2 separate regions of the Gossypium hirsutum genome follow, and region 2 is linked to region 1. The links are chromatin contacts, called in public Hi-C maps. All regions are on one chromosome and are shown on one strand. The core of a region is the stretch at or near the end of the contact, and the rest is flanking DNA. Distances in the headings are between cores, read along the strand shown. Region 1 holds the start of LOC107886546 (plant intracellular Ras-group-related LRR protein 3). Region 2 holds the start of LOC121219605 (ARM REPEAT PROTEIN INTERACTING WITH ABF2).

Region 1 (5,643 bases), core at 1,648-4,147:
TTGATGATGGTAGGAAGTGGATCTTGTTCAGCTGGATCGACAGCTTTTCAAGATTTAGGAGCCCATATCCAATATTGTTCGGCAGAAATGTCAGGTTGTTAAAGCTTGCATCCAACTCGACCAGTGAACTGCAAAAGAATGAAGAACTTTTATCATTCAGTCAAGACCATGAGCACAGTAACCGAAAGTAACAAAAGCTACTAAGAATAGTAGGTAAAGATACACAAACCCCCTAGATAAACTGGAAAGGTCACAAATCCCCCTCCAGTTTGAAAATGCTATTTTTCCCCCTTTGATATGAATAGAGGTTAGTCAGTTTGATAGTCTAATTAGTACTGAATGGCCCAGCAACTAAATTTCCCATTTCAGCCAACCTTTTTTTACACATTAAACACTAATTTATGCTTTAAATAGTATTTTAGCTTAAAACTTTAAAATTAAGGGGCAAATTCTAAACTCTATTTAATCCTCACTATCGCTATGAGGAAACAAAACTTTTTTTTTTTTTTTCCTTTTTAAAGGATAGTTAAGCAATATCAGGAATCATTGGATTTTTCATTGGAATCATTGCCAATCAGCCAAGGACTTCAAAGTTACTACATTGATCATACCTTCATGCATGGGCCATAACTTATGTTACCAAATTCGGGTGCCCAAATTTTCTAGGTGTTTTTATTGTCTTCATATATTTGGAGGATTGTTCTCTCATATCCATCCCCAAATATGTGCTTGACACAAGTACTTAAGGAAAAATGAAGAGTTGATGTAACGTAAGCCATGACCATATTTCATTCTCAAAAAAGTAGATAACTTTTGAGTTAAATTCCCTATGATTCAGAAACTTTTGTGGTTACCTATAATTGACAGTTACTTGTTCTTCAATTTTTTGATAAAAAGGATGAAATGGCCCGATAATGGACCCAAATTTGGCTTTGGTCCAGTATGTAGCATCAACGCACCCAAATTCACAACTATAATTATAAAAATATTTGAAACCACTAATCAAAATCAAGTCTCAAAATGGATAAAAATTCAAATATCTTACCTCACTAGAAATATAACCAAAATTTTCAATGGAATTGTTATGTGGATGTAACAGAACCCAAATTCTATGAATACCAAACCAAAGGGAAAGATATTTTAGAAGCACAATTGACGAGGGAAATTTTGCTCTTCAATCTAGAACGAGAGTGAGAATCACTGTGTGTATTTTCTTTTCCAATACATTTGAAGAGGAAGGCTGAACTTCTACATTAGAGAAAGAGAATATTTTTTTTGATGAATACAGATGTTTAGCTAGAATTTACAGCTCTTTTTTGCTCTAATGGTTTAGGGTTTAATTTGTTAAAACAGGGGGTTGGTGCAGCGTAGAGACAAATTAGATTAATAGACTGACAAACTTCTTTTACTGGCAAGGGGGCACGTTTGGCTTTCAAAACAGATACGTTTTACTCATTCCTACTTTATCAGGATTGGTGTTTGCATTTCACTCCTGGAACAGCAAGAGTGAACAAAAAATAGTATAATACCTGCATCGTGCAATGCTTTCCGGGAGGGCATTTAGCTTGTTTCCCGAGACATTGAGGATCCTCAGATTAAGCAACAAACCAACGGAGTCAGGCAGATGTTGCAAATGATTGGAGGATGCATTAAGCTCCTCAAGTTTCTTTAGTCCTCCAATCGAATCAGGAATGACCTGGTTCCCAAGCACAAAAACACTAGTACATAAGCGTCTACCCATATTGTATACAGTTAAACAATTTACATATGTAAAGTAGTGAAGACCATAAGCAGCAGTTCTTTGTGCAAAACAGAGAAAATATACCAATATCCTCAGTCTCATGAAATACGCCATACTTTTAGAACAGGAGATAAAGCAATTTTAATTGAATAGCGAAAAAGGAAAGAATCCAAGTATTTAGTTTATCAATTGGTATAGTGTTGATCAAAGGAACATAACGTAGCTACTATAGTTCTTAGCTTAAACATCACAACTTTCGCAATTTCATCAAGCCTTGGATCAATTTGGCATAAACAGAAGAAAAGATAATGAAAATAAACATATAATACCTCTATCTGGTTATTGGAAAGATTGAGATAAACCAAACCGTGAAGTTTACCAAAGGCCTCAGGCAATAGCCTCAACTGTCTTCCAGAAAGCTCAACTCTTTCAACCACCCCATTCTCAGCTTCTTTCAATATCCTCACAACATCCTCATTTACTTCATCATCGCCGCTCATTTGCTCGACAGCTGAGCAATACAAACGACCCAGATTCTCCTCCACCTCAGTCAACTGTCTCTCATAATCCTCGTGCAAGCCTTCCAATCTAAGCACGGTCTTATATATGTCGGCCTCCTGTAAGGAAGATTGGGTTTCTTGAATGTGGGTAATCTTGGAACGAGCAGCGGAGACAGCTGATGGATCGGGTCGAGGTCCTAGGGAGCGTAGGAGGGAATGGGTTTGAGTGACGGAGGTGGGGATGGATCGGGAAAGTGAAGCAAGGATTGATGGATCGGGTAAATGGGGGAAACGGGTGAGTAGATCCTGGCGGATTTGGGGAGGGAGTGATGGGTAATTGTAAGGATCTTGTTGGGAGAAGATGTAGGACAAAATGGGGAACTTTGAAAGATTAGGATCCATTAAGGTGATTGAAGGAAGCAGGGATGAAGGAAACAGGGTCAGGTGGAGGGAGGAGCATTGACGTGTGAGAACGACGAGAGAGTAGTGAACAGCAATGACTCATGGAGCTGATGAGTAGTGTCTCTCGGTTAGCAGTTAGCATCGCAACGCCGAATGCCAAAAGGTACTTCTGGCATACGCTGGACCTGGTCTACCGCTTTCCTTTGCTCACATCATCACATTCTATACTTTGCCTTTGGGTTCTTAATTTCTGAGCTAACAGTGGGTTCCTAATGGGCTTTTCATTTATTGGTGGCTCTGGAAGGAAAGGCTTCATAGAATGACCCACCATCAACCCCCCCCCCCAACAATACATTTTATTATTACGGTTATTATTAAGGTTCCAAACTTGATTTACATAAAATAAGACACTTACATAATTTATATTTAGTAAAAGAAAGTTGGAGCAATTTTACTATTGTCAATTTTGAAAGTGAGCAATTAAAGACAATAATCAAAGTATTAATGTTTTCCATTAATTATACATAATTTTAATTTATATAATAGTAAATTTAACCTTCAATGTTTATATTATTTTTCATTTTGGCCTTCATTTAAAAAAAATAAATAAATTTAGCCTCAATATTTGTGCGAAATAAATTTAATAAATTAGGATCAAATTGATAGAGATTAAATAACTCTGAATTTTTTAGAAGGACAAATTTGCTCAATTTTGAAATTGGGGAAGATTGTAAAGTTCTTTTTACCTTTATATTATAACAACTCAATTAATAATAATTGTATTTATCCTCCACTTAAAAAATTTTGAACTAATCCAATATCTTTATCATATCAATTAACATATGATATTTATCATTATATAATTAATAGTCAATATTTCATCACATAAAAATATTTTATTATACAATTTTAATTGACTCAAAATTTGGTATACATTATTGAACATAAAATATAAGGGTGAAGTTATTAAAATACTAATTATAAACAAAATTATATACAAGTTGCGTATAAATGCCACAGAAAACAGAAGCGTGATGAGGATTTGAGGATTTGAGTCAGCCAGCCAGCCATCCATACACACCCTGGCCTCTTGGTCCATTATCAAGAATCAAAGGCTTTAACGTCGCCAATATCAGACCCGATCACAGTTTTCAAATGGAAGATTAGACGCATGTGGGATCCGTGATGGCTACACCATTCTCTTTTTTTAATAATGAACCCACTGCTCCTTGTCCAAAATAGACTTCCCAAATTCATGCTTTCTCCATTAGCATCCTCTGTAGTATGGTTTGTTTGATGTAAATAAAAGGGAAATCAATCATATACATTAGGAGGATAAAAAAAAAAGATGGGCACATGGTAGGGATAACCTTAAAACCACTTTATCTTTATCCCCGAAAGATGATAACATAGAATCATCAAACTCTTTCATTTTCGACTTTAATATTTGATAAATAAACACCCTTTCATATTATCTCTGCAAGATTATATGCGACACTGGCGACCCTTCCTTTGAACCAGAAATCACAACCTCTTACTTCTTTTAATTAATTAAAACTCAGCTCAGCTGGAGTTGGAGACTTTTTTTAAAATTTAATCCAATATCTACAGTCCTCTCTCCTATATTGTACTTGTTCATTTTGTGTCTTGGATTGAAGGGAACTCTTTATTCTGTTTCTGTTGTGAATATATTTTAGCTTTATTCCAAGGAAATTATTGTGTCCCACTACTATATTTAGATCCTTTGAGTGCATCTTCTTCATCGGTTAAAATACCAGCTGTCAAGGGGGGGACATGTTTTGTCCATTGCCTGGTGTTCAATAAATTCCAGTCATGACTCCATTCATCTGATTCTTCCAATGGTCCCTCCTATGCTTCCACAATTTATTGCAATTGCTACTTGGAATTTTGTTTGATATCGGAAACCACCATTGCTCCGGTGCTTGTTGCCCATTTGCAAGTAAAGAGATGATCCAATTTGGCTCATAAATGAACAAACAAACAAAAAATCACTGATCAGGAGTTAACTATGGCCCATTGCTTAGCACCACCATCAACAAAATTATCTTCAAGTGAAAACCCAAAGCACCGTTTCTTCAGAACATCCCGATTCTTCCACTCAAAGCTGCCAATCACCTCAAAACTAAGAAATCTCTGGACTTGATGTTATTCATGTCTTGCCCCTAATCGATATTAGGTAAAAAAGAATCAAGTAAAAGCAACTTACCTTCCACCCATTGCTAACTCAGATAATTCAAAGATCGCCCCAATTAGTATCTTCATTAACCTGCAATATCACAAAACCGAAAATAAAACTCCATCATACGTAATCAAAAGCATAAAGCACTCAATATATTATATATGATATATAAAAGAAAAGTGGCGACAAAAAGAAAAAAAGAAGATTAGAACACAAAAAAAAAATGTAGACACGAAAAATACGAAAGGAAAACGGACGAAGATAAATGCCGGCGAAAGCGTGTGGGGCACACGTGTTAAATTAAATAGGGTTGAGGATAAAGAAGATGGGACGAAAATTCTGGCACCTGACATTAGAGAAAAAAAAACCTACTGTTTTAATGATTGCGTGCAAATGGAAATAGAACGGAACGGAGAATTCGGGGAAGCTGTAAAAAGTTGAAGTGAAAAGGAATTGGACCAACAAACAATCCACGAATGGGAAAAATTTTTGGGGTTTTTTTTTTTTTTGAAAAGATTCAAAACGAAGGAGTTGAGAATTAATTAATGGCCACTCATTCATCAAAAGCAGTTCTCCTTTACGGATTTACAGTTTCAAATACATAATCATAAAGCTAACGTTTTTTTTTTCTTTTTTTTTCTATGGGTAGTATTGTTTTTTACTTGTTCTTCGCCCAGGACCATAACGGATTAATAAACTATATGATCCTCGTTTGTTTCGATCTTCTGCTATTGCCAGTGATTCCCGCTGTTAATAAGGTAAATATGGCTAGGGTTGCCATGGTGAACATGGTAACCATA
Region 2 (5,643 bases), core at 2,200-4,699, 830 kb after region 1:
AACTATCCAATTAACAAATTCGTTAGATCAAATTTCAATATAATATTATAATTTACTCGTAAATATTAATTAATAATACTTACATACTCGATCATAAGAGAACAATGTTTTGAAACCTCTGAAAAATGGGTTATTACATTCAATATCCTTCCAAATCTATGTTGTAAAAGTATGGTACAATAAACTAGCAGCGATATCCTTTGAAATAGCATTAATAATCCATGAAGTGACAAGATTGTTCGTTCATGTCCAAGCATTGAGACAATCAACTAAAAAAGATTCTAGTCAAACAACAGATTTATCAACAAAACCCAATTTGTTCTTGGTTGATAACACCATAATCATGGAATGACGCCAAGTGTTGTAATTGTCAGACAATAATGTTTGAGAAACCAAAAGCAACCTTAGATTATCAGATTGATCCAAGTAATAAAGATTATTACCATTGTCAAATTGATCAATCATAGAAATCATGTTGAAACTTAAGAAATAAAAAAAAATGTTTGGTTGGTGAGAAAATGCCAAGAAAATGAAATATGAAAACAAAAAAATAAAAAAAATTCAAGAGAAGGCCTCTGATACCATATTGGAAGAAAGAATTTGTTCGAAAAATATTCATTAATTAATGAAGTTTACAAGAAAGAATATATAACCAACTATGGCTAGCTAACTAGCATTCTAACTGAAACAGTAACAAATTAACCAACTATGACTATAATTAATTACGTAATACAATATGTAAAACACAAGATGAACACAAACACAAGATGTACAAAATCACATTAGCAACGATAATTTTTAATCTATATTCAATAAATACAATATTATACAAACAATCAGTCCTAATTTCTTCAAGAATTTGTATTGATATTCTCTAAAAAATATATAAATCAATTAAAATATTAGTAATCTTATACAAAATGATTATCCCAAAATTATTCCATAAAAAAAACTTAATCTTGCATAAAAATTCTAATTTATCACAAGTAAAGCCACAATTTAATTTTTTTTAGAGATGAATCAATAAGGCTTGAACAAAAAAAAGCATTGTTATCAAATTAGAAAAACCTACTTAAAAAGTATTGAAAGATTGAAAATTTATGAAAAAAAATTATTAATATTGAAAGAAAATAAAAAAGATTAAAGTTTGTGGACGTTAGTGAGTGTCAAGTATTGTTATTGGGTTAATAACTTAATTTATTACTTATATTATTTTTTATAAAGTATTTTTTTAAAAAATTATGAAATTAATTGACCTCACAATTACGAGTGGCTCCACCATTGTAGAGAAAAATAAACTTGGGTTTATATAGAAAGAATATTAGGAATGTAAAAGAAAGAAAGAAAAAGGGCAGATTTCATGATTTAATATGAATTAAAATTTAAAATGATGGGTAAAATATATAAAAAATTTAAATATGAATTGAACTTGTTCACTCCATTTTTAGATTAATAGATCAAATCAAGATTCAGTGTAATATTTCGGTGAAATGGATTTCATTAATTAATAGTACAGAAGATAAATTTCATTAAGTTTCAATTTTTCTTAAATTATGCCTTTTTTTTGTGGGGGGGGGTTAAATAAAAAATAAATAAGTTAACTAATGAGTATTGAGCTAGGTATATTGGGAAATTAAACATAATAAATATACTTTTATAGAGAAAAATAATACTTTTACATGAGAAAAAATTTTAAAATTTTATTTTAAAATACTATGAGAGTAAACTTGAGATTTTAAATGCCCAAAACCCAAGGACATTTTGGATACAAATCATTTTCATTTGCAAATTACTTAGCTTTAGCTATAAAAAAAAGGGACAAGAAGAATAATAACTTGAATTCAATCGACCATTATCTAGCCTAGCTTAAATAAGTGGACCCATATTGCAGTTAGTATTGGAAAGTTGATTTTAACTCAAAAAGCATAAATAATCCAACTTGAAATCAAACATGAGAATTGAGGTTTTTTTTTTTTCGCATAATCAACAAGCCTAATTAAGCAAAGTTTGTAGTTTAATCTTAGTCTCGAATTGAGCTTGAGATTTAAGTGAAACTCGATCAAGTTTGAACTAGCCAAACTTCAACCCTTGAATATCTAGTAGAACTTGAGCTTCTTATTGATCGAGCTTGGGTTAGCTCAATGACGCCCCAATCACTAATAACTAGAAAAAACTATAATACTAAATATATACTCATTTGTAAGATATTGTTCGTATTAATTCATTGAGCTTTATAATTTGTTTTACAAATTGAATAGGATGTGAACGCATAATTGATAAGAAATTGATAGATTTTAATAGAAATTTTATGAAGGTTTTTATATTAAGACTTAGATTACATTTTCTTTCTCTATTAAAAAATAGGTAAATTAGTCTATATACATTATATTAAAAAGTAAACTAATCCTTTTGTTATAAATTCTATTCATTTTTACTGTTAAAAATTAGTTCTTATACATTAGCATAAGATAAATGTGACATGTCACATGTCATTGTCAAGTTATTTCGTCAGTTATTCTAATTTTTAATAACACAAATAAATGATTTTTTTAACAAAAAGAATAAATTTATCTAATTTTTAAATAAAAAAAAACCAAAATACAATCTAACTTTAACTACAAACAACTCCATACTACTTTATGCACCATGAATGCATGTGAGGAAATGTATACAGAGTAGTGATACGAAGCTGAAAGAAAATGACATGACAACGAACTCTATCCAAGACATTATAATTGCTAAGCCTTTGAATTGATATGTTCAAAAGGGAGTTCAGGAGTGAGCAATATTATTTTCATCAAAGATCAAATAATTGAGTAAGCATCAACATTTCTATTTTACTGTTAAAGGATCATAATGTAGTTTGAACCTCTGAATAATAATAATGATAGTTCTTGTCTGAGTACATTGGCGGTCGTAAAAATTATCACTCCATTTTTTCCCTTAAAAATGCTGTTGGAATTATTTTATTAATTGCAGAAGATTGCTCAATAGATTTCATCATCAAATAATTTGATGGGGTGTTGGGGTGCTTAGACAAGGAATGTCTGAGTCAATTGTTAGAAGACTAATTAATAAAATAGTAGATGCCATCTATCTTAAATGTATTGGGAAGAAAAGTAATTAAACACAGAAAATAGAACACAAATTGCGTGGTCAACAATTCAGAAGTAAGTCTTCTTCGAAAATTTCATCACTCTGTTTATCTTTTCTATAACATCATCGGGTCAACCGCTAAGGGTTTTTTTCTTTCTTTCCAGTCTCATAATTCTTTTATATAATTACAGGATATGTTTTTGTCTATATGGGATAAAAAATCTTACAGTTGTATTAATTATCAGAATGTGTTGAGTTGCAGTATGAATTAAGATGGTGCGAAAGTAATTGGAAAATTAAAGTAATATAAAATGAGGTAAATTAAAAATAGATGGAAAAGTATGCTTTGACCGGAAACCAGTAAAAGAAAATGAAAAGGAAAGAAGGAATAATTTTCAACTGATCTTCGGAGCAAGTGCTTTTCACCTTCCTATTACGAAATGTAAGAAGCTTAATCAATTGACTCCTCCTCATCTTCTTTTGGTGCATTTTAATTTGTTATTATTATCATTTACTACTATCGTTGTTTTTTCCATTCACGCGCTGCGTGGAAAGTGGGATACCAATAATGGTGTAAAAAAAAAACACAGCACAATTCCCTAGAAGAGCAGAGGACTTCCTAAAAGAAACGTCAGTAGCAGCTAGCTAAGCTGATTGATTTTCTACTTCTTGACTCGCCCTGGACTCACCTAACGTATTAACTTATTGAGTTGATGATGGGATCGGCGGAGGAGAAAAGAATCGAGGATGAGCTGTCGTATCCGATTATGCTAGCTGAGCGAGTTCGGGCGGCGGCGGACGAGGCGGAGTCGTTTAAAGTTGATTGTGGGGAGGTGGGGAAGCTAGTAGATCGGCTTTCCCAAATGCTTCGAACCCTGGTCCGCTCCACCACCTCGGTTCAATGCCTCTACGAACGCCCGATTCGCCGGGTAGTCTCCGAAGTCTCCAAGAATCTAGAGCGAGCCCTCACCTTAGTCCGAAAGTGCAAGAGGCAGAGCATCTTGCGTCGAGTCGTGAGGATCACGAGTGCCACCGATTTCCGCAAAGTGTTGAACCTTCTGGACGCTTCCATCGGCGACATGAAGTGGCTCATGGGAGTCCTCGACACCGAGAACAACGGGACTGCCAGCGGAATCTTCCTTTCCCTTCCCCCGATCGCCAGCAACGACCCGATTATTTCCTGGGTTTGGTCTTACATCGCCACCGTCCAAATGGGCCAATTAACCGATCGAATTGAAGCCGCTAATAACCTCGCTTCTCTCGCTCGAGACAACGACCGAAACAAAAAGATAACCGTCGAAGAAGGCGGCATCCCTCCTTTGTTAAAGCTTCTCAAAGAAAGCTGCTCAGCGGATGCCCAAATCGCAGCGGCTAATGCGCTTCTTGTTTTAGCAAACGAGCAGGAAAGAGTTAGGAGTATTGTCGATGAAATGGGGGTTCCAATTGTGGTTCAAGTGTTGGGAGATTCCCTTATGAAGGTTCAAATTCCGGTAGCAAAACTAGTGGTGAGAATGGCGGAGCATGACCCTGTGGCTCAAGAGGATTTCGCCAGAGAGAATGTGATTAGGCCGTTGGTCACTTTGTTATCGTTCGAGACTTTTGTGGAAGATTCTAAGACACAGTTGGGTAAGCAAAGTATTCATTCTATAGTTCAGATCAATAAAGAAATGGAGAAATTTTCTTCTGCTGGATCGACTTCGAGAAACTATAGTTATAGACCGTATTCGAACTCCTACTCGAATTTGCATATGGAAGGGAGTAGTAGGGGAGGAAATCATAGGAAAGAAAGAGAAAATGAGAAGCCTGAAGTTAAACTTCAGTTGAAAATTAATTGTGCTGAAGCTTTATGGATGCTTGCTAAGGGCAGTGTTTCAAATAGTAGGAGGATAACTGAGACAAAAGGATTGCTTTGCTTGGCTAAATTGGTGGATAAGGAACAAGGTGAGTTGCAGTATAATTGTTTGATGGCAATAATGGAGATTACAGGTGCTGCTGAATCCAATTCCGATCTTAGACGTGCAGCTTTTAAGACGAATTCACCCGCTGCTAAGGCTGTTATCGATCAGCTTTTAAGAGTGATCAAGGAATTGGATAGTCCTATATTGCAAGTTCCTGCTATTAGATCAGTTGGTTCATTGGCAAGGACTTTCCCGGCTCGGGAGACTCGAGTGATCGGTCCTTTGGTGACACAACTTGGTAATAAGGATCAAGAAGTAGCAGTGGAAGCTGCCATTGCATTGCAGAAGTTTGCATCTCCGGAGAATTTTCTCTGTATGGATCATTCAAAGTCGATAATCGAATTCAACGGTGTTCCACCTTTGATGAGATTGCTTAGATCCGGTGACAAGGCACAACTGCACGGAGTAGTTCTGCTCTGCTACCTCGCTATACATGCTGGTGATAATGACGCTTTGGAACAAGCTAGGGTTTTGACTGCCCTCGAAGGGGCAGACCGAACAGTGGTTGGGCAACATCCTGATTTGAAAGAATTGGTGACAAAGGCCATATATCAGCTCAACCTTTATCACACGGGAGTCCATCCGCAGA

Evidence for each region. A called contact is a pair of places that touch in the nucleus more often than the background predicts.
Region 2: a contact with region 1 is called in a Hi-C map of leaf, with 3 times the contacts expected there. The contact joins the promoter of LOC121219605 here to the promoter of LOC107886546 in region 1. A contact is called at or near these places in 2 of 34 Hi-C or Micro-C datasets (both in leaf).

What each region holds. Positions count from the first base shown.
Region 1 is chrA03:96,980,903-96,986,545 of Gossypium_hirsutum_v2.1, forward strand. It overlaps LOC107886546 (plant intracellular Ras-group-related LRR protein 3), which reads right to left and starts at 2,898. Exons shown (of 3, transcript XM_016810539.2): 1 at 2,071-2,898; 2 at 1,530-1,696; 3 at 1-128. The coding sequence starts at 2,643. It overlaps LOC107886545, which reads right to left. Exons shown (of 4, transcript XR_001680791.2): 2 at 5,506-5,643; 3 at 4,871-4,930; 4 at 3,520-4,768.
Region 2 is chrA03:97,815,101-97,820,743 of Gossypium_hirsutum_v2.1, forward strand. It overlaps LOC121219605 (ARM REPEAT PROTEIN INTERACTING WITH ABF2), which reads left to right and starts at 3,450. Exons shown (of 1, transcript XM_041098072.1): 1 at 3,450-5,643. The coding sequence starts at 3,810.